Regions from separate parts of the Sus scrofa genome. Here region 1 is linked to region 2. The links are chromatin contacts, called in public Hi-C maps. All regions are on one chromosome and are shown on one strand. Each heading gives the region's core, a stretch centred on a gene start, on an enhancer-like site or on the middle of the called end of the contact. The rest is flanking DNA. Distances are from core to core; before and after follow the strand shown.

Region 1 (6,220 bases), core at 3,719-6,218, 48 kb before region 2:
CACCAGATCCATAACATGCTGAGCCACTAGGGAACCCTGTTTTATTTGGCTTAATATAATTTGTGCTTAATGCATCATTCTGAGTAACAAGCCTTAGACCATCCTACTAAGGGTATAGCCAGCACAGAGCGAAGTAGGAACACAGGCTGAGCTTGTCTGTGCTAAGCACTTACTCCTATACACATCGACTTAACTAGTGTATTTCAGAAATGTCACTTCCAGACTTATCTTTTCCCGGATTTTTAGTGAATGGAAACAGTGGCCATTACTTGAATGAAATAAACATTCTCCCTTTCTTCTAAGTGCCACACTCCAAATTATGGTTAGACACAGAGAAAGCAGAAAACACTGCACGTTCCCGCATGGCTGTTTGAAGGGAGATGCTCCTCCGTTCGGAGGTGTGGATACCCTGATGGGATGCACTGCATTGTCTTGCTTGACAATCACTTAGTTGACACATGATAAAACACTGCAGGTATTGGAGGCACAGAATGAGACTTAAAACAAAGGAGAGATGGAATCGAAAGAATTCCCAGGCCCTTTTTTTATTTGCAGTAATATCAAACCATCCATTTACAAATTTTCTGGTCTCCAATCAGCTGGAATTAACTAGGCTTGTCTTTTGGGATCATGTTGTTTGCATCCACTTTGGAAAGAAAAGAACAAATCAACCGCAGGAACAGCAGGGTAGCACAGAGTTCCCGCTGGAATCCAGCAGGATCCTCTGAGCATGCCACACCTGAACACTTAGTGGAGGGAAGGAGGAGAGCTGCTCTTCATCTGTTTTCTTTCTTTCTTTTTTTTTTTTTTTTCATTTGTTTTCAAAGCAAATTCATTTGAGAGAGTGAACAAACCGTCATCATAAGTCAAATGTATTATAATTAGACTTTCCGCCTCAGAAACAAGTCTTTCTTCTCCTAATACTTTACTCTGAAATAAATGTACCAAGAAATCCAAAGATTTAGTACAAATAGTACAATTCATATTTGCTTTCCTCTTTCCTTTCTTCAGACAAATGCCAAATAAAATGCACATGAAAGTGATGAAACACAACTGGAAGCTGGTTTAGAGATTCACACTAACCCTAAAGAATCTAAAAAAGGACGCTGGTTAGTGTGAATCTATTTAAAACAAAGCATTTGGGTACTGCTAGAAAGTCCTTGGGCAGGGCGTGGGGGGAGAAAGATTGTTAAGAAATAGCCTTTCCCAAACGCACGAGGTTTATCCTTTATCTAATTAGCCTTGGTCACAGAGACATCCCAATTTTCCATAAAATCCTCTTGATACTGCTGCAATATCACGGCATAAAAGATTCCAAGTGCCACTAGATATAAGGATCAGTTTTTTTTAAGTTGGAAACCATGATGCTGGGTAATGTTTGAATGGGAACATTTGATATGGATGGTCAGATGAAAGATACCAAAATGTCAGACAGCCCATCGACTGCTGTTGCCATGAGATTCAACAGTCAACATCAGTCTGATAAGCTACCCGACAAGGTGGTACAGCCATGGAGATGTCACGACGGTAGGCAAAACAAGCAGACATTCAGGAAGGATTTGATAAAACAAACCAGGCATTTCTGGCCTGTCGTGATTTAAACCCAATCCTACACTCAAAGTCAGTATCAATTTTCCTAAAGGAAAAAAGTAAAATTGTTTATTTTCTTCCCAAGCAAAACAAAATGACCAAATTCAACCAGAAACATCCCAAAGGAAAAATCACATAAGAACAAAACACTTATTAAACGAGAAAATTAGTCACACGTAAAAGTAAATTTCTGTTAAAACCAGAGTACACACTGAGCTAAAAATTGATATGAGAAAGCCTTTTTTTTTAAGTTATTTTTCTCTCTGTGTCCTTTGATTTGTACACTATTATCTCATCTCTGTTTTCGCAAACCAAGAAATCCCCTCAATACACCAGTTCCTAAGGCGCCATTTCAGCAGTGGGGAGCTAGCTGCCCAATTCCAGCCCAACAAAAAATGCCTTGGCGGTAGCTCAGCTCGTTCAAGCAAATAAATGAAGGTTGAAGAGACTGTGGCTGTAGGTGGATTTGGCTAAAGTGCGTTAGGTTGGTAGAAACTAGAAGTAAAAAATCAAAACGCTAAAGAAAACGGACACAACTTTGGAATGATCAGAGATGTCTTTATAAAGTTTTTTCATGACTTCATTCTAAATATACAGGATAAAAAATGGTGTCAGCTCATTCGTGAGACACCAACAAGATTTTCCTTATACTGTCTCAAAATGTAAAGATCAGTTTCCCGAGAGGGTGTGCAATGCATCATAAAATGGCCTTTGTTTTTGAAGGTGGGAGAGGAAGGGCTGGGCAGGATGGCATGTTAAATTTTACCATGATAGACATGCAAGACTGTTATCCAATCTAGTATAATTTATATACACTTTTGATGACTTAGAAAAACAAAGAAGTCATTTGTGACAAGCCTAAAAAGCTTGACATATTTAACATACTTAGAAACTATTTTTTTTTTTTTTTTTTTGGGTGTCCGGAATTCTTTCATTGTACCATGTGGGCCTTTGTAAGTAACAAATAGAGGCCAGTTTCACTTAGGTTTGCTGCTGAACATCAATTCCACCCTGATAAAATACAACGTGGATTGAAGTGAGGGTGGATACCTTACCTTAATACACAAAGGAAAAGTATGTCAGTGCAAAACATGGACGTTTTAAACTGCTTTCAGGGGAAAAAAAAAAAATTTGATTCAGGTTGGAAAAGGGGATTTTCCTTCCTGGTTTGGAGTCCTCCCAATTTAAGGCAGAACCCGTCCACTGAAATTTTTGCAGTTAAAAAAACTTTTTCTGCTTATTTAGTTTTCTCCTCTGAGTTCAACCGCTGCTGGATTCGTTTGGCATAACTTTGTGCCATGGAGTTAATGATGGACAGGATGAAGTAACACACCATTACAACGACCAACTTCTCAAACAGCCAAGACAACCAGTTTTCTCCCTGGAGGAATAAAGGCAGAACAATTCACAAGAAATGCTTCGTTAGTTCAGTAGTCAAAAGGGGATCACCTACCACGTTTTAACGAAAATAACGAGAACTTGGAGCTTAATGTAATGTCTAAACAATTAAAAACGAAAATCCTGTGTCTCTAGCTACCCTAAAATCCACATTCAGGCCTTTTTACACCCAGTTAAGATTTCACTTTGTTGGATATAAAGTCAATGTTGATACATATAGCTAAGAATGGGGCCAGTATGAGGTCAAATCTTGTCTTTCACTACATAAAGTCTTTGATTAAATTCTACTACCTTGGGGTTCCCATCGTGGCTCAGCGGAAATGAACCTAACTAGCATCCATGAGGACGCAAATACAATCCCTGGCCTCTCTCAGTGGACTAAGGAGTGAGTTGCCGTGAGCTGTGGTGTAGGCTGCAGATGCGGCCTGGATCTGATATGGCTGTGGCTGTGGTGTAGGCTGGCAGCTGTAGCTCTGATTCAGCCCCTAGCCTGGGAACCTCCATATGCCTTGAGTGGCAGCCCTAAAAAGACAAAAAAAAAAAAAAAAAAGTCCTATGCACACTACCTCAAGCCACCATGTAGATAACTTGTTGAGGGTAGTGTCAAGATAGCTCTATCTTGTTCCAATATTAGGAGCAGCATTTAAAATATAAATGTTAACTACTTCTGAAGTCATGTTTGGTCAACTGAGGGCAGCAAAGGGCCAAAGAATGTAAGGCCATCAAAAAAAAAAAAAAAAAAAAAAAAAAGAGAAAATACACACACACAGAACTGCTTCCTTCGAGTTTCCCATTTCAGGTTATTGCTTACTCATCCTCTTCTAGGCATTTCCCTTTGCCACAGAACTGTTTACAGAAAAGGCAGGCTTAGTTTAACGTTTTTAAATACAGCTAGGTTAATAGCTTTGGTTTATATATTTTTAAAAAAGATTATTTTCCCATCTATGAAAAGAAAAATAGAAAATCAGGGATGATATTCAAATGAACTCAGTAAGTCCAATAGTTTTAACTTTTTAAATCCACCTGGAAAGTATACTTATAAATCATTTAAGATCAAGGCAATAACTTATTCTCTGTTAACAGATCCACCATTTTCTATTAGTTCAATGCTTGTTTTTAGAAGACGTACAAAATAGAAGTTACATTTTCTGATTTAGACAAAGACCAATTTGCCAGCAGAGAGTAAATGGAGCCTCCAACTTCCATTAAGACCGACAAACAACCTCACTCTATTTGCCTAAAAATGCCCGTGAGCGCTGTGAATAAGACTTCAGCCTAAAACCCTGGGGGTGGGGAAGAGAGGAAAACGAAGGAGAGTCTCACCTGCAAAGTGCCCATCTCGCTTTTGTGGTGAAGCTTCTGTCGCTGGGCCTCCAGGTATTCCTGGAATGGCTTCTGCAGAGACGGACCTATGCCCGGGACAGCACTGGAAGCAGGGTACAAGGACCCAAGGAAAAAGAAACATTTGGGGGAGAAAAGCACGAAAAATGTTAAAGAAAAATCTATCCACTTACCGCCTCAAGTCAAAAAGCAGGGATTAGAGAGTAAGAGTTAAAAAAAAAAAAAAAAATACAACAATCAGCAGAGCTGGTGGAAATCCTGTGAACTCTTTCCAATGGATAAAAATTCATCCTTGAACAACCTCATAAAGGAGGAAAATCTCTCCCACCAACATGTTTAAGAAAATAGGAGCTGCTGAGAGAGTCCCTTCTGGTGGAAGAGTTAGTTCTCAGAGTGAGGCCAGCTCAGCTGATGCTGCACACTGGTGTGGTACAAAGAATAAAATGAATGACTTCTGAGAAGTCTCACATTTATCACCACCAGTTCCTGTAAGAACTGGTTTGAACCGATTAATAAGGAAATGACTTATGCTTGTGTCATCCCTGGTTGAAAAAGAAACTGCCCGCCCTCTCTCTGACTTGTCCCATCTTCTCAGAGGGGGCGGTCCTTTCTCAATCCAAGTCCTTATTAGGACAATCTGTGCGTCATCCTTATCCAAAAAGAATGCATTAGCAAATTTGGGAGGCACCTCCCACTAGTCAGAAGTCAGTGATTAACAAAGGAACAAAGAAGGAACTATGAACCTTGAATCACTTCGTGGTTTATGGTAGATGGTTTGCACAGAAACTACAGTACATTACTAAACAACTTGTTCTGAGATGACTGGGATAGTGATCTGATAAGTTATGTACTCAGAGCTCCCTCTCACCTAGAATATGTGGGGGCAGTACTGTTAAACCGGTTTGGCAACTGCAGCTACCAGGTTCCTGTTTTAGAAATGCTTGCAGGCATTTTTTAAAAATGGTAACTTGGGGCAACTTAGAAAACCAAACATCTCTATTTTCTATACATTTTTATCTGTCATAATAGGGCGGAAGGGTAAATCTTTTTCCTAGGGCCAGCAAAAAAAGTATTTTATGTATTTGCAACAATGCCTAAGGTTCTCCTTTTAAAGTGTTCGATTCACTTCAACTCCTTTTTTCTAGAACAGTTCAGTAGCTGTTTTCTGCAACAAAAAAGCAGGAGTAGAGGAAGAGAAATTTTTTGCTACTATATTTGCCAGAGGTTAACAAATACATAACTCCTGGCTGACACTTTTCTTTGATCCTTTTAATTGTCAACCACTAAACCTTTAATGGAGTCTTTATTTTGTATCCAACACTGTAATCTGTGCTATGAGAAAAGGAAAAAAACTGCAAGAAATCATCTATATCCACGAGAACTTAAAATAGTTCTGGGGATTCAACACACACACACACACACACACACACACACACACACACACAAATTGATTTTCAAACAAAAGAATTTATAAATCAGTGATAAATTTCTCAATTTTTCGATAGAGAAGATGTATTCCAAAGAAACTGAAGGGAGAAAAGAGAGATCAGTGTGGGGTGAAGTTGTTTAAAATAAAGTCCTTTAATGAACACTTATAGATATAGTTACATGTAGTAGAAGCAATGGATGACTGATGATTCAGAAGACTTGCAGGACGAACATCAAAGGCGGAGAAGGGCAGTCTCTTAACCTATAGTCTCCCTCCCTCTCACAGATTTTTAAGTGGCCTTACATTTGTAGGGTTAAGCCAGAAAAGAACCGTCTCTGAGCTCTGTTGCTGTTTATCATAATGAATGACTCTTCTACAAAGGAGCAACCACAGTACAAACCTTCTCTTTAAAAAAAGAGATTTTCTTTGGGTAGTGCAGAATGAAAATAGCTCATCTTACTC
Region 2 (5,559 bases), core at 2,418-4,917:
TCCCTGCTTAGATTTTTGTTGGAAAAAAACAAAAAAAACCAAAAAAAAAAACCTCATGTTAATTCTTAGGAAGGCAGACAGGCAGGCATCCACTCCTATGAGTGCCTGTCTGGCCTCTATCTGAAATAACATTGAACTGTGCAATGCAAGAACAACAGTGCTCCAAACACTCAGGGAAAATGTCTGAGTATGCAAGATTTATTAGAAATGACACATTATACAAGTAGTGCATATTGCTTCTCTTCTCTCTCTTTTCCCTGTCTGAAGCCAGTATTTCCTCATATGGTCTCCTCATGTCTCATCAGAAAGGCTATTTACCAAATCTTAGCTGATGCTATGGGAAAAAAAAAATCCTACCTTTCATTTTCAGCATTTTATAATTGACTGTATTTTGGTTACAAGTAACTAATGAAGAACTTATTTCCAGATTCAAAAAGGAATTTTTTTAAAAAGCATATGACAATCTACTGTGTATGTAAAGAGCAATAACACCAGTGTGTGAACAAAACAAAACAAAACAAAAAAAGAAAAAGGAAAAATGACCAAGATGAACTTAAACACGCAAAGCTATGAAAACTAGGTCAGTATAGAATTTACAAAACTGTCAGAGACAGGAAACTTAAGAGACTGAAAACAAAGAATAATGATAAATGGGATTGTCTCTACGATGAAAAATGTAAATAGTGGGATTCTTCCCTATGGTAGAACCCATCATCCCACTTATTAACAAGTTTATAAATGGTCCTGGAAAAAGGCACAAAGTTTATGATCCAAAGCTACAGCTGAAATTAAAATTTTGAAGTAGGAAGAGACAAACTGATGACCATAAACTTAAGGATTATGTAAATACTTGAAAGAGACAGAAAAAACAGGTAAGTGGCAGATGAATTTCAAAGTAGACAACAATAAGATAAAACATTTAGGGAAAAATCATTGAAACATAAAATGGTGGGTTATAAAAGTTTTAAGTCAGGAACAAAGGAAAGGGAACTGAGAGTGGTCTCCCAAGCAAACAGTTTATTAAGGTAAAACACTTTATTGGAAACATCAGCAAAATGCATTGCCAAACAGGACTGTAGTTGAAGAAATCAGAAAAAAAAAAAAAAAAAAGTATAGTACACTTTTTAAGAAAAGTATAGTAATATAGTTGTCCCTGGGAAATCATGTACAGTTCTGAAAACTTCATGTTAGAAAAAATAAAAAAGAATTAGATAAAGACCCATGGGGGGGAAGGGGGTCTAAAATGAGTGACCAAAGAGTTTGGGAGCTATTAGATATAAAAAGTAAATGAGGAATGGATAAACAATGAGATCCTGCTGTATAGCACTGGGAACTACACCTAGTCCCTTGTGATGGAGCATGATGGAGGATAATGTGAGAAAGGGAATATATACATACATATATATATCTATATATGCGTGTGTTTATGACTGGGTCACTTTGCTGTACAGTAGAAAATTGACAGAACACTATAAACCAACTATAATGGAAAAAAATAAAAATCACTGTTAAAAACAGTGAATAATTATTTTCTCTAGAAAGGTTAAAATGGTAACCCACTAAAATCTATAAAGTTATGAAAAGAGGAAAGGGGAAGTGTTTTAAAAAAACCTTATAATACCCAGAATGGTGGTGGCACCCTTTGTAACATGAAAGAGGCAAATTTAAAACAAATGGAAGCGAAGCTTTAAATAATAAGGCTATGAACTTACTGAGTCTTTACCTCAAGAATTTTTACACGTTTTGGTAAGTTAATTGATGCAGAACTCTATCAGGGAAAGGGGGACAAAGAAATCTACAGTACACACCAGCTTTTGAGGGGAGCATTGGATTAATTATCATGCCCACTTCCTGGTATCTCTAAAAAAATTTAGAAGCAGGACAAGGTCATCTTATTACATTGTAAAGCCCAAGACAGGAAAATTAGAAGAACATTCTACCCAGAAAAATTTCCTTAAATACTCAGCAAGAAAGAACTACAGATCTATTATGACAAATCAAAAACCTTGACTAATTAGGAACAAAAACACCTTTTGTAATAGGAAATGAGCATAATAGTTATTCTGCTGCCCATCTTGCATTAACTCTGATCTGAGGCCAGGACCCCCAGAAGCATTCAGCAGTTACAACAGAGGGTGGGTTTGTATTTAAGTGTGTTACAGATTTGCAAACTCATGAGCAAAAAAGCACAGCATATAACAGGTCCAAGTTTCAATGAAAAGGGCCTTTCTCAAGGCATTTTACAAAAGGTGTTTGAAACATAAACCTGAAAAAAAGAATCTTTAAGTTAGTTTAACAAAGGTAACCCAATGCTTGTCCATTCCCTATTTCCCCCTCATATCTGTAAACAGGTGTGCAGATGAAAAGAACAAAGCAGACATAAAACAAAACTCTATTTTTCTCTAATATCTAAAGCAAATTAACAACAAAAATCTTAATTTATTGGTTATTCTGCCTTGTAAATGATTGTATTAACCTCTTATTTTCATTTTTAAATCATCTAATTTCAATCAGAATCACTTCTTCATCAAGACAAATACTTCTTTTGTATTTTAATTTGATCACTGAAAGTTAGTGAGCATTGCTAGAACATAAACAAGTTTAAACTTCCACTATTCTGTGGTATTTGTTCCTGTGAGGGGTAACTAGCTCAAAATTTTCTGCCATGTTCTTTTCCCTAAATTAATTTACCTCACACAAAAAAGGTAGGCAAAATAAAAATGATTTTTATGAGGCTGAATTTAAATGTATTCATCAAATCTATTTAAAAAATAAATGTCTGGCTGAGATGACATGGTTAAATACAGAAAGGAACTGGGTAAAAACACAATGAGCAGACAAGCTTTTCAGTGGCCGTTCTTCCAGCAGCTTACATCAAATTGCAACTCTCTTTCTTGTTCACTTAGTTAATACTATTATGAGAATGGGTTAAAGAAACAGAGAAGGGTCAGAAAATGAAGAGAGATTAAAAGTCTGGGAGTGGAGTGGCAAGAGAAGGTTCAAAATAAAGTAAAACCTTCCTGAGAAAGCAAATAAAATGAGGCATTAAGAATTCCACCATAAATCTCCAACTACAGGAGTATTTTAAGTGCTACCTTTTCTTGGTGAACCAAATGCAAGTAGTGACCTTTGTGTACCAAAGCTAACTGTGTTAGTAGTTGCAATATCCTGCAACAGAATCCTTCAAAAGAGACCACTTAAAATTGCTTAATCCTGATGGTACTTTGTGGTAAAATCACGAGCCAGCTCTGAAAGAAGATCTAGCAGGCCTGCCTTTTCAAAAACCCGAAGTTGTAGGGTGTGGTTGGTTGATTTTGAAAAGAGAAACTACAGTTAACCTTGGAAGCTTTGACATGGCCTTTAAATGATAAAGGAATGTGTTTTACATGTGTGTCTAAGGTTCATTATGGTAATTTATCTGTTTAACCCTTCACAAACAAGCATGAGGGCTTGAGAGCAGGAAGCTTTTCGGTGGAACTCCTGACGCAACACAAACCATAGCAGTTACTGCAAAGCTTAATGCAAACCCTCTAGAGTCCACGTTGACAAATTCTTTAACAAGCCCTGTGGTTACAGGGAAGCTGGTTTCACTCTGACTCACTCCTACTCAAACAGTTTACTGGAAATGAAGGGGAGGGGGAATTTTCAGAGAAGTCATGTGATGGCCAGACAAACCACAGCCAGTAAAGGTTCAACAGAGTCAAAAACAGGTCCCAGCAACAACTGACACCCGGAGTGTTCAACTGGCACTAAATTATATGAAAATAAGTCCTGTTGGGTTTCTGATCATCCACACCATGAATTCTTTCATAAATCTCTGTATATAAAAGAACAGATACTTCACAGGGGTGAAAACCAGCAGGCACTGACATGATGGGCGTAACTACACATAACTTCGTAGGAAAATGTCCTTGATAAAGAAGAGAATCAAAGGAATGTTCAAGCACTTTCAGGAGTATATAAATAACCATTATTAAATGCTTTCCCATTGTCTCTAAACTCAAACGATCAAATATATATTCTACCATAATCAGAAGAATGTAAAAAAAGAAAACATCTTCGATTATCACCCTGGGAGGATGTTCACGGGGTAATCTATTCTGCATGAAAAGAAAATGCACTGGCCATAAGAATAAGAATTACACTATATTAATATCTTATAATAACCTATAATAGAAAAGAATATGAAAAAGAACATACAAAGTTACAGATATAAAAAACTGAATCACTTCGCTATACATCTCAAACACTGTAAATGAACTGTACTTCAATTTAAAAAAGATACTACTCAGTATTCAAAAAACTACATTAAATATATTTAATACAAACTAGTAAAATGAGTATTTAACTTAATTTGGGGACTTAGTTTCATTAAGCCAGACTAAGTAGCCAAGTATTAATTAATTTAAATACTGCAGTCCTAAACATAAGCTTAGAAATGCTCCCTTAAGATTAAATCCAGAAACTAAGCCTTTGAGGAACTACTTAATCTAAGATGATGCACAGACTCATGAATTATATCCAAGAGAAAGACAAGCTAACCACTATAAATATGGAGGAAAATACTGTATTCTTTTAAAAGATGAAGTTTTAAGAAATTAAAATTTCTTATTTCTAACTTAATTCTCAATTTTCTATATTGATAGGAATAATAATAAACAGTAAATTTCATTCATACAGAGAGCAACCTGATATTTTGTGAAAAAGAATCCAAGTAGCTAGGTCACTTGGACAGATGTTGTTTAGGAAAGCAAACTTATTCAAACCATATTCTTCTAAGTAAATACGTACAACATTCCTACTCTATTGTGTAAGTTTTAAACACAAAAATACTACAACACCCCCATGCTCCCATTCCCCATTATTTCAATAATACTGGCTACCCTAATCTTTTAGGACACATCAAACAACACATTATTTTTCAAACTCTTTTATTCCTGATGCCTTTAATTCTTTTTCTTTGGTTATGCACCTTGCAGAATATACAAGTCACCACAATAACCTTAATTTTTTCCTAACATATAGAACTTTACATTTTTTTTACTTAATATGAATTAAAAATTTTAAGTCATTTAACTTGATGTCTTCTGTATTATCTCCAACCCTTGCTTTCAGCGCTTTACAATCAGGTGATTATTAAACTCAAAGATGCAATACGGTTCAGTCTTTTTATGTAAGATGATTTCTGTGTTCACTGTATTTTGTATTTTATTTTGCAGTGGAGTAGACTGAATATTTTCTTTTGGCTGAGGAGCAACATGCTCAGTCTGCAAGAACAAGCATTTTATGAAAGGCAGCAAAAAGGGAACCTAGAGGAAAGTGGTTGAGCCTTAGAAAGACTGGTATGATGTGAAAACACCAGTCATGTTCAATATAAAAAATGTTGGAAAAACTAGTCACGAGAACTCCAGGAACCAAGATTGCATTTGATGGCCTCAAAGGTCATGTTTTTGAAGTGAGTTTTGCTTATCTGCAGAATGATGAAGCTGCATTTAGAAAATTCGAGCTAATTACTAAGGATGTACAGGCAAAAACTGCCTGATTAATTTCCATGACATG

What was found. A called contact is a pair of places that touch in the nucleus more often than the background predicts.
Region 1: a contact with region 2 is called in a Hi-C map of embryonic fibroblasts, with 3 times the contacts expected there. The contact joins two enhancer-like sites. A contact is called at or near these places in 17 of 47 Hi-C or Micro-C datasets (adipocytes, alveolar macrophages, blood and 9 more) and 2 of 2 datasets of contacts at active chromatin or transcription factors (alveolar macrophages and skeletal muscle).

What each region holds. Positions count from the first base shown.
Region 1 is chr12:36,060,554-36,066,773 of Sscrofa11.1, reverse strand. It overlaps MIR21 (microRNA 21), which reads right to left and starts at 1,507; the gene lies at 1,416-1,507. Within about 2 kb of position 4,968, at least 61 of the 83 cell types and tissues checked have an H3K27ac peak or open chromatin away from gene starts, as enhancers often do. A contact at or near this core is called in alveolar macrophages, embryonic fibroblasts, epiblast stem cells and 4 more, where this site is marked.
Region 2 is chr12:36,012,374-36,017,932 of Sscrofa11.1, reverse strand. No RefSeq gene overlaps it. Among named protein-coding and RNA genes, the nearest start is that of MIR21, 50 kb to the left of the region's middle. Within about 2 kb of position 3,667, at least 58 of the 83 cell types and tissues checked have an H3K27ac peak or open chromatin away from gene starts, as enhancers often do. A contact at or near this core is called in alveolar macrophages, embryonic fibroblasts, epiblast stem cells and 4 more, where this site is marked.